2 separate regions of the Ovis aries genome follow, and region 2 is linked to region 1. The links are chromatin contacts, called in public Hi-C maps. All regions are on one chromosome and are shown on one strand. The core of a region is the stretch at or near the end of the contact, and the rest is flanking DNA. Distances in the headings are between cores, read along the strand shown.

The links. A called contact is a pair of places that touch in the nucleus more often than the background predicts.
Region 2: a Hi-C map of skin fibroblasts shows a contact between it and region 1, with 4 times the contacts expected there. The contact joins the promoter of RHOF here to the enhancer-like site in region 1. A contact is called at or near these places in 8 of 16 Hi-C or Micro-C datasets (blood, mixed tissues, omental adipose tissue and 3 more).

The regions. Positions count from the first base shown.
Region 1 is chr17:53,501,923-53,505,552 of ARS-UI_Ramb_v3.0, forward strand. It overlaps HPD (4-hydroxyphenylpyruvate dioxygenase), which reads left to right. Exons shown (of 14, transcript XM_004017344.4): 13 at 1,133-1,249; 14 at 1,325-1,703. The coding sequence ends at 1,435. Among named protein-coding and RNA genes, the nearest start is that of HPD, 12 kb to the left of the region's middle. Within about 2 kb of position 1,664, at least 7 of the 54 cell types and tissues checked have an H3K27ac peak or open chromatin away from gene starts, as enhancers often do.
Region 2 is chr17:53,538,982-53,542,611 of ARS-UI_Ramb_v3.0, forward strand. It overlaps RHOF (ras homolog family member F, filopodia associated), which reads left to right and starts at 1,900. Exons shown (of 5, transcript NM_001127285.1): 1 at 1,900-2,043; 2 at 2,353-2,440. The coding sequence starts at 1,900.

The DNA of each region.
Region 1 (3,630 bases), core at 414-2,913:
CAGAGGTAGACCTCTGTTCCTCTGGTAGGCTATTTAGGAGTCTGGATTTTTTCTTCTGCGGTCAGAAACCACTGGAGGTTTGGGTTTGGTTTTTCTTTCTTTCTTTTTTTTTTTTTTTGGAGGTTTTCTTGGCTTTATTTTTAACAATTTTATTGATATATAAGTCAAAGAACATGTCATTTAAAAAAAAACACAATTCAGTGGTTTTTGGCTATTCACTATATTATGCAACAATCATCAAAATCAATTTTGGAACATTTTCATCACTTTCAAAAGAGACCTCAGACTTCTTAGCCACCACCTCCCAATCTCTCCATCTACCTTCTCCTCACCCCTAGCCCTAGGTAATCACTGATTTCTGTCTCTATAGAGTTGCTTTCTTCTAAACATGTATATAAATAGAATCATATACTATGTAACCTTTTGTGACTGACTTCTTTCACTCAACATAAAGTTTTCAAGGTTCATCCATGACACCTGTGTCAGTGCTGTGTTCCTTTTTATAAAACTGAATAATATTCCATTGGATGAAGAGACCACATTTTGCTTATCCATTCATCCACTGACAGATATTTGTTTTTACTTTTTGGCTCTTAGGAATAATGTTGCCATGATCCTTTGGGTATGAGTTTTTGTGTGGACAAGTTTTAATTCTCTTGGGTAGATACCCAGGAGTCAAATTGCTGGGTCATATGGTAACTCGACTATTAACTTTTGGAAGAACTCTCAGACTGTTTTCCACAGCAGCTGTACCATTCTACATTCCCAGCAGCCACATAGGAGAGTTCTAGTTTCCATTGCCGAATGGAAACAGGGGATGTGATTTCTAAAAGATTTCTGTCTGTGTGGAAGATGGATTGTAAGGAGACAAAAGCAGAAGCACTGGAGAGCTGTGTGGGTGGTACTTGGGTGGTCCACACCAGCCTTAGGTGGCTGACACAGGGGCTGAAGTGGGGAGGTGCTAAGAGGACATTTGGGGGATCTATTTGGAAGTGTCTGGAACTGCTGCAGAAAATGGTCTTTTCTTGGCTTTGGGGGTGCGGGAACCCCCATGGCCTTTCTAAGAATCCCACCATTTCAGGCTGGGGCGGGGCCAGACTGCCCCTTACCTAGTCCCCTGCCTCCTACCTAGGAGCTGAAGATCCTGGTGGACTACGACGAGAAAGGCTACCTCCTGCAGATTTTCACCAAACCCATGCAGGACCGGCCCACGCTCTTCCTGGAAGTCATTCAGCGCCACAATCACCAGGTACCACTAAGGACCGCCTGTCCTCGGCGGGTGGCTTTCTGGGCCCCGCAGCTCATCTCCTTTCTCCCGCCCCAGGGTTTTGGAGCCGGCAACTTCAATTCACTGTTCAAGGCCTTTGAGGAGGAGCAGGACCTGCGAGGCAACCTCACCGACATGGAGCCCAACGGGGTTGTGTCCAGCATGTAGGCGCCGCAGGTCCCGCAAGAGCCACCGAGGCCCTGCCCACCTTCAGGAGCGGGTCGCAGGGGACCACGCCCCGTCGCCCTGTGCCCCGCCCACTCTACTGGAGCTGAAAGGAGCCCTCCTTAGCGATCACGCCCTTTTAGGCCCCGCCCACTACCCGACTCCTGGACCCCTCCCACACACACTAAATGTTCCGCCCACTACTTACCATGCCCCTTCGTTGGGGCCTCTACCTCTCTTGTCCTCGGGTATAAAGCAAAGCAGAGTCCAAGGCAGTGTCCACGCGTTTGTGTTGGTCTGGAGCAGTGACGTCCTTCGGCCGCCAGGGGGAGCTCAAGGCGGCAGCGCTGTAGGAGGCGTCCGCTTCACGGGTTCAGAAGCTTCGGAGGCGCCTGGTGCAACCCTGTGCTAAGTAGGACCAAGTAGGTTGGAGGGGAGTTATGGAACCAGAGTGAAGAGGGCTTACACTCTAAAGGAAAACACAGACAATGTCTTTTTGTGGTAAATGCTGAAGTTCTTCCGAAGAGTTCTTTCGGAGAGTTCTTCCGAAAGTTAATAGTCGAGTTACCATATGACCCAGCAATTTGACTCCTGGGTATCTACCCAAGAGAATTAAAACTTGTTCACACAAAAACTCATACCCAAAGGATCATAGCAACATTATTCCTAAGAGCCAAAAAGAAAATAAAGCGAGTGATGAGCTTGTGTAGAGGTAAGGGTCGGAGGGAGGGCCAATTTCGGTCGAGGGAAGGGCTCTCTGGGAGGTGATATTTGGGAAGCAGCCATGGGAAACTCTGGGGAAAGAGCATCCTAGGAGAAAGGTACAGCAAGGGTAAAGACATCGCTTGGTTCAACATTGCTTGGCAGCATCCTGTCCAATGGTGTTATGATCTCTAAGGATGAACTGTCTTCAAATTTGCTGCCTGAAGCCCAAACTTCTGGACAGAGAGGTGTTGGCTAAAGGACCTGGGGGCATCATACTTGCTCAACCATGGGACTTGGCTCCTGATGTGAGAGCCGGTAGGAGGGATCTGAGCCCTTCAGCTTCTGCCCTCTACCCTCAGTGATAAAGAATCCACCTGCTGATGCAAGAGACGAGGGTTTGATCCCTGGGTCAGGAGGATCCCCTGGAGGAGGAAATGGCAACCCACTCCAGTATTCTTGCCAGGAAAATCCCATGGACAGAGAAGCTTGGCCGACTACAGTCCATGGGATCTCAAAGAGTCAGACACAACACAGCAACTGAGCACACACTCAGAAAGGCAGACCCTAGTGCCCCCAACCCCACTCCCAAATGCAGCCCCATTCCCCCGAGCCCTGATCCTAGTGTACATTCCATTTGGAAAGAGGCTGGTTCATACTCAGGTGTGAATGAATGGCCCTTGCAAAGTAATGATACAGTTGGGAAAGGAGCTACTGGTCCTAAAACACTTGGAAGGAAAATTTTCTTCAAAACCAGAGAAGAGGAGATGGGGGCAAATAGGATCTCTTCTGCTTCTGATGCTTGACAGCCCCCACTGAGGAGGAGTCAGATCAAAACTATAAGCCGGTGTAAGCAAAAACATTGCAGTTGATATAATGAAGGAGTTGGGATGACTTTTTTTTGGGGGGGGGGTCAGGTTATAGAAAATCGGGCTTCTAGGACTATGAATTCAGGAATGAAAAGAACAGCAGTGAGAAACCCGAGGAACAATGGCAGCTCCCAGGCCTGTGCTGCTGGTTAAAAATACACTCCCCGTTTCCCCGTGGTTTATGCAAAGAAGGAAAATTCTGTGACACAGGAGGTTGCCAACTGGTGGCTTATGGGCCAAAGCTGGCTCACAGATGTATTTATATCATCTGCCTGGTTTCAACAAATTCAAGTCAACATTTCAGAAGATTGGGATATTTCACATACAAATTCTAAGATTCTGGTTCTACTTGGACAACCAGGCAGGTTTTTTCTTTTTGGTTGTACTGGGTCTTTGTTACTTTGTAAGGGTTTTCTCTAGTTGCAGCAAGCAGGGGCTACTCTTCATTGCAGTGGGTGGGCTTCTCATTTCGGTGGCTTCTCTTGTTGAGGAGCACAGGCTGTAGGTGCGCTCGGGCTTCTGACTACCTGGGTTCATACCTACATCAGCTGCTTGCTAGCTATGTGACCTTGGGCAAGCTACTTGGTCCCTCAGTGCCTCAGTTTCCCTCACTTGTTAAATGGGGAT
Region 2 (3,630 bases), core at 650-3,149, 37 kb after region 1:
TCACCAGCCAATCACAGCTCCTCCTCAGTCACCGGAGAGAGCTTTGGCTTGGCTCTTCTGTTCAGAGCCTGTGTCTGACTCCTGTCTTGAGCCTGGCAGCCAGGCCTCCATGGTCTATGCCTTGGTTTCCTTGACAGCCATATCTTGCCTCTCTCACGCCCCAGCCATTGCCAAACTTGATGGGGCTTTCCAGCCACCATGCATTTACTCAAGCTGGGCGCCCATCCTACTTCCATTGGCCCTTCCTGCCAGCACTGCCAAGCTTAGTTCATGTACTAACTACCCAGCTCTCTGAGAATCCCACAGGGGCTCTGGTCTAAATAGTTCACATCTTGCAGACTCCTTTAGACTGCTTCCCCCAAGACTGAATTCCTCAAAAGCAGGAACACAGTTGCCTCTCAATAAACTTGTACTGCAAAAAATGAATGAATCGCTGTAAATTTTTCTAGGGGTTCTTGAGGGCTCTCTTAACAGCCTGGAGCTGGGCTTCTCTCTTCCCCAGGTCTGTGCTCTGTGAAAGCTTCCAGGGGCAGTCTCTGCTGCCATCTGGTGGTCAGATTATGCCTTGCAGCCGCTGAAAACGTTGACCTGGCATTTATGGAACTGCCAGGCTGGCAACTTCCTCTGGAAATAAACTTTACCTGATCCTTGCTGAGTGCTTGAAAATGGGGAGCCTTCGGGGTGGGGGCAAGAAGATCCTGAGTCCTGCCAGCCCTTCTCTGAGGAAATTATCAGAGATCCTATCCTAGCTGGGAAAGACCCTGCTTTCTCACCTAACCATGCCCTGGTGCCTGTCTCCTCGGGACCCCTCTGCACCTCCGGACCACTGGCCTAATTTGTGCAAAGCCCAGCCCAAAGTGCAAGGAGGGATGGGGGCAGGGTGGTTTCAGCCAGCCTCCCTGAGAGTACTCATCCAGAGTAAATGCTCAGCAAATAGCCATTGTGGTCATGGGGTAGGAGGGTCAGGGAAACAGCTTGAGAAGGATAGGTATTTCTGCTGTCTGGAAAAAAACAAATTGTCTTGGTGGAGGTGGGGGTAATCAGTCTGAAGTGGACCAAAGGGGACCCAGCTGGTCGCAACTACATCTACCCTGGCCTTTCCTGTCCCCTCCTCGATGGAGTCTTTCTCTGCTCACGCCTCTGGGCCTTGCTAGAAAGAGGCTCCCGCCCGCGTGGTTTGGGGCCACGCGGACATTGTTCTGGGTCTGTTCACTTGTTCCCAAAGTCGCCGCGCCGATGCCATCGCCCGGCAGAGGGCGCCAGACCTCCACCTTTGGGAGGTGGGGTGATAGGTAAGCAGGACTGCTATTCCCCAGCCCGCACACGGACTCCCAGACTCCCAGATCGATCAGGTGGGCCGACTTGACCCTCATGCTAGGATCTTGGGCACCGCCGATGCTACCTTCTGGGGGAAATTGCAGTCAGAGCGGACTTCCCCAAGGCCATATAACTGGGGCGAGGCGCAGGTGGGGGCTTTTTCCTAGCGATTGAGACCAAGGCTCTTCAAACCGGCATGTTGGGGACATCCTGCCAATCAAAAGGATGCGATCCAATGGGGAGGTCAAATCGGCCAATCAAAGGCTCTCTGCCCGAAGACAGCCTGCCAATCAAGGATGCCGGGCGGGAAGAGGCGGAAACGATCGGATCTTGCCGGTGAGGGGCGCACAGTGATGCGCAGGGGAGATGGGAGCTGCCACTGCCGCCGAGCTCTCCATTTCTCAGTTGCCTCAGTTTCCCTGGGAATGAGACAAGTCAGTCCGGTTGGCTGCCTGGCGGAGGAGGTGCCGAGGGCGGGGCTTCTCTTAGCCCCGCCCCTGGGTCAGTTCCCACCCCGCCTCCGATCACTCAACCCCGGCGCTCTACCCCCGGAGCGGCTGCCAGTGCTGCCGGCTCTTGGCTATGGACGCTGCTGGGGCCCCGGCCCCGGCCGCAACCGCCGCCCCGGGCTCCGGCCGGAAGGAGCTGAAGATTGTGATCGTAGGCGACGGCGGCTGCGGCAAGACTTCGCTGCTCATGGTGTACAGCCAGGGCTCTTTCCCCGAGGTGAGGCTCGCCGGGGGGGCTGCAGGCAGGTAGGCTGGGGGCGGGATTGGGGGAAGGACTTGGGACCACGAGGGGCGACGGGAGGACCTCAGCCTGCGCCCCGAGCCCGGACCCCAGGTCCCTGGCATCCTGATTACGAAGAGGCGGCCGTCACCCAGGGGCGCCCCCTCGGGAATTCCAGAGCCCAGCAGAGTAGGGGTGTGGGGCTGAGCGAGATCGGCTGAAGATGGAAGGTAGGGGTGGGGGTCCAGCTGGAATCTGGGCACCCGCTGCACCCCTTAAAAACCGACATGACCCCTTCTCCGACAGCACTACGCCCCATCCGTGTTCGAGAAGTACACAGCCAGCGTGACCGTGGGCAGCAAGGAGGTGACCCTGAACCTCTACGACACCGCCGGTGAGTGCGTCTGGGCGGAGAGGGTCCTAGGGTCCGCCTGCAGGGTTTCCCCCTGAGGGGAATCCCCGCGCTGGGCCATCCCGCCCGCCTTCCTGCCTCTCCGGACCCCGACATCCCGTCACTCCTCGAGAGGAGCTGGCTGGGAACCCGTTCACCACCGCCTGGCTGGGTGGTGCTGGAAGCCGGACAGAGTCACCCCATCTGTAAAAGGAGGGTGTTTGGAAGAGGTGAGCTTCTGCGCTGCCCTCCTAGTGCTGATGTTCTGAAGGCTCACAGCGTCGTTCCTCTCCTGTGGTTCTAGAAAACCGTGGGTTTTGTTTCTGTTTACCAAGATTCCAGGATGTCGTGTGTTACATGCTGTGGTCTCTTAAGATTCCGTGGGCTGCTGATCTGAGTCCCCTGCTGCTAAGGATTCGTAGGCTGCATTTCTGGGTCCTATTTTGTAGAATACTCTGGGCTTCAGATCAGAGCCTGTCATGCCAGGGTTCTGTGGCTGACAGTCCTGAGACTCTAGGGCCCTGTAGCTATAAATTCCGAGTCCCCTGTTTCTGGGATTCCATGGACTGTGGGGCCTGGCTCTGGAATTCTGTGGTCTGTCATTCTGAGCCTGTGGTTCTCGGACTCTGTGGCTACACTTCTGTTTCTTCTTGGCGCTGAAGAAGGAGCAGAGCTCTAGGAGATGTAGGTCCAAATAAGGTTCTTTCTGCCACCTGCAGCTCCCAAGACAAGTGTATTGGTGCAGATCCCCTCACAGTCTTCAGCGTCCCTATTGTTGGGGGATGGTGGGAGGAGCACAGCCAATGGGAAGATTCCAGTAACACTGCTGCTGCTGGTACCCTCGAGGAGCTTACCTCATGCCCCGACTCCCCTCTGGGCTGAATCAACATTGGGGAGCAAAGGTTAGGATCCCCAGTTGGGGCCTCACCCAGCCTCTGTGATGGTTTAATGACTTGTGTGGAACCATGTCGTCAGGTGCCCTGTCAGCCAAGCCTTGTCTGTATAAAGTGAAGTCTTCCAACTGCCCTTGGATGAGACCAAAATCCCCCACCCCACTGTGCGCCTCTCCATAAGGCAACCAGTAGCATCTGTCATTCCACCCTGGAAAGGTTCGGGAAAGGGGCTCTCCCAGACCCAGGTCCTTCTGTATTCCTGACTTTGTGGGTGTGTCCCCCCTCGAGTGGCCCCTAAGG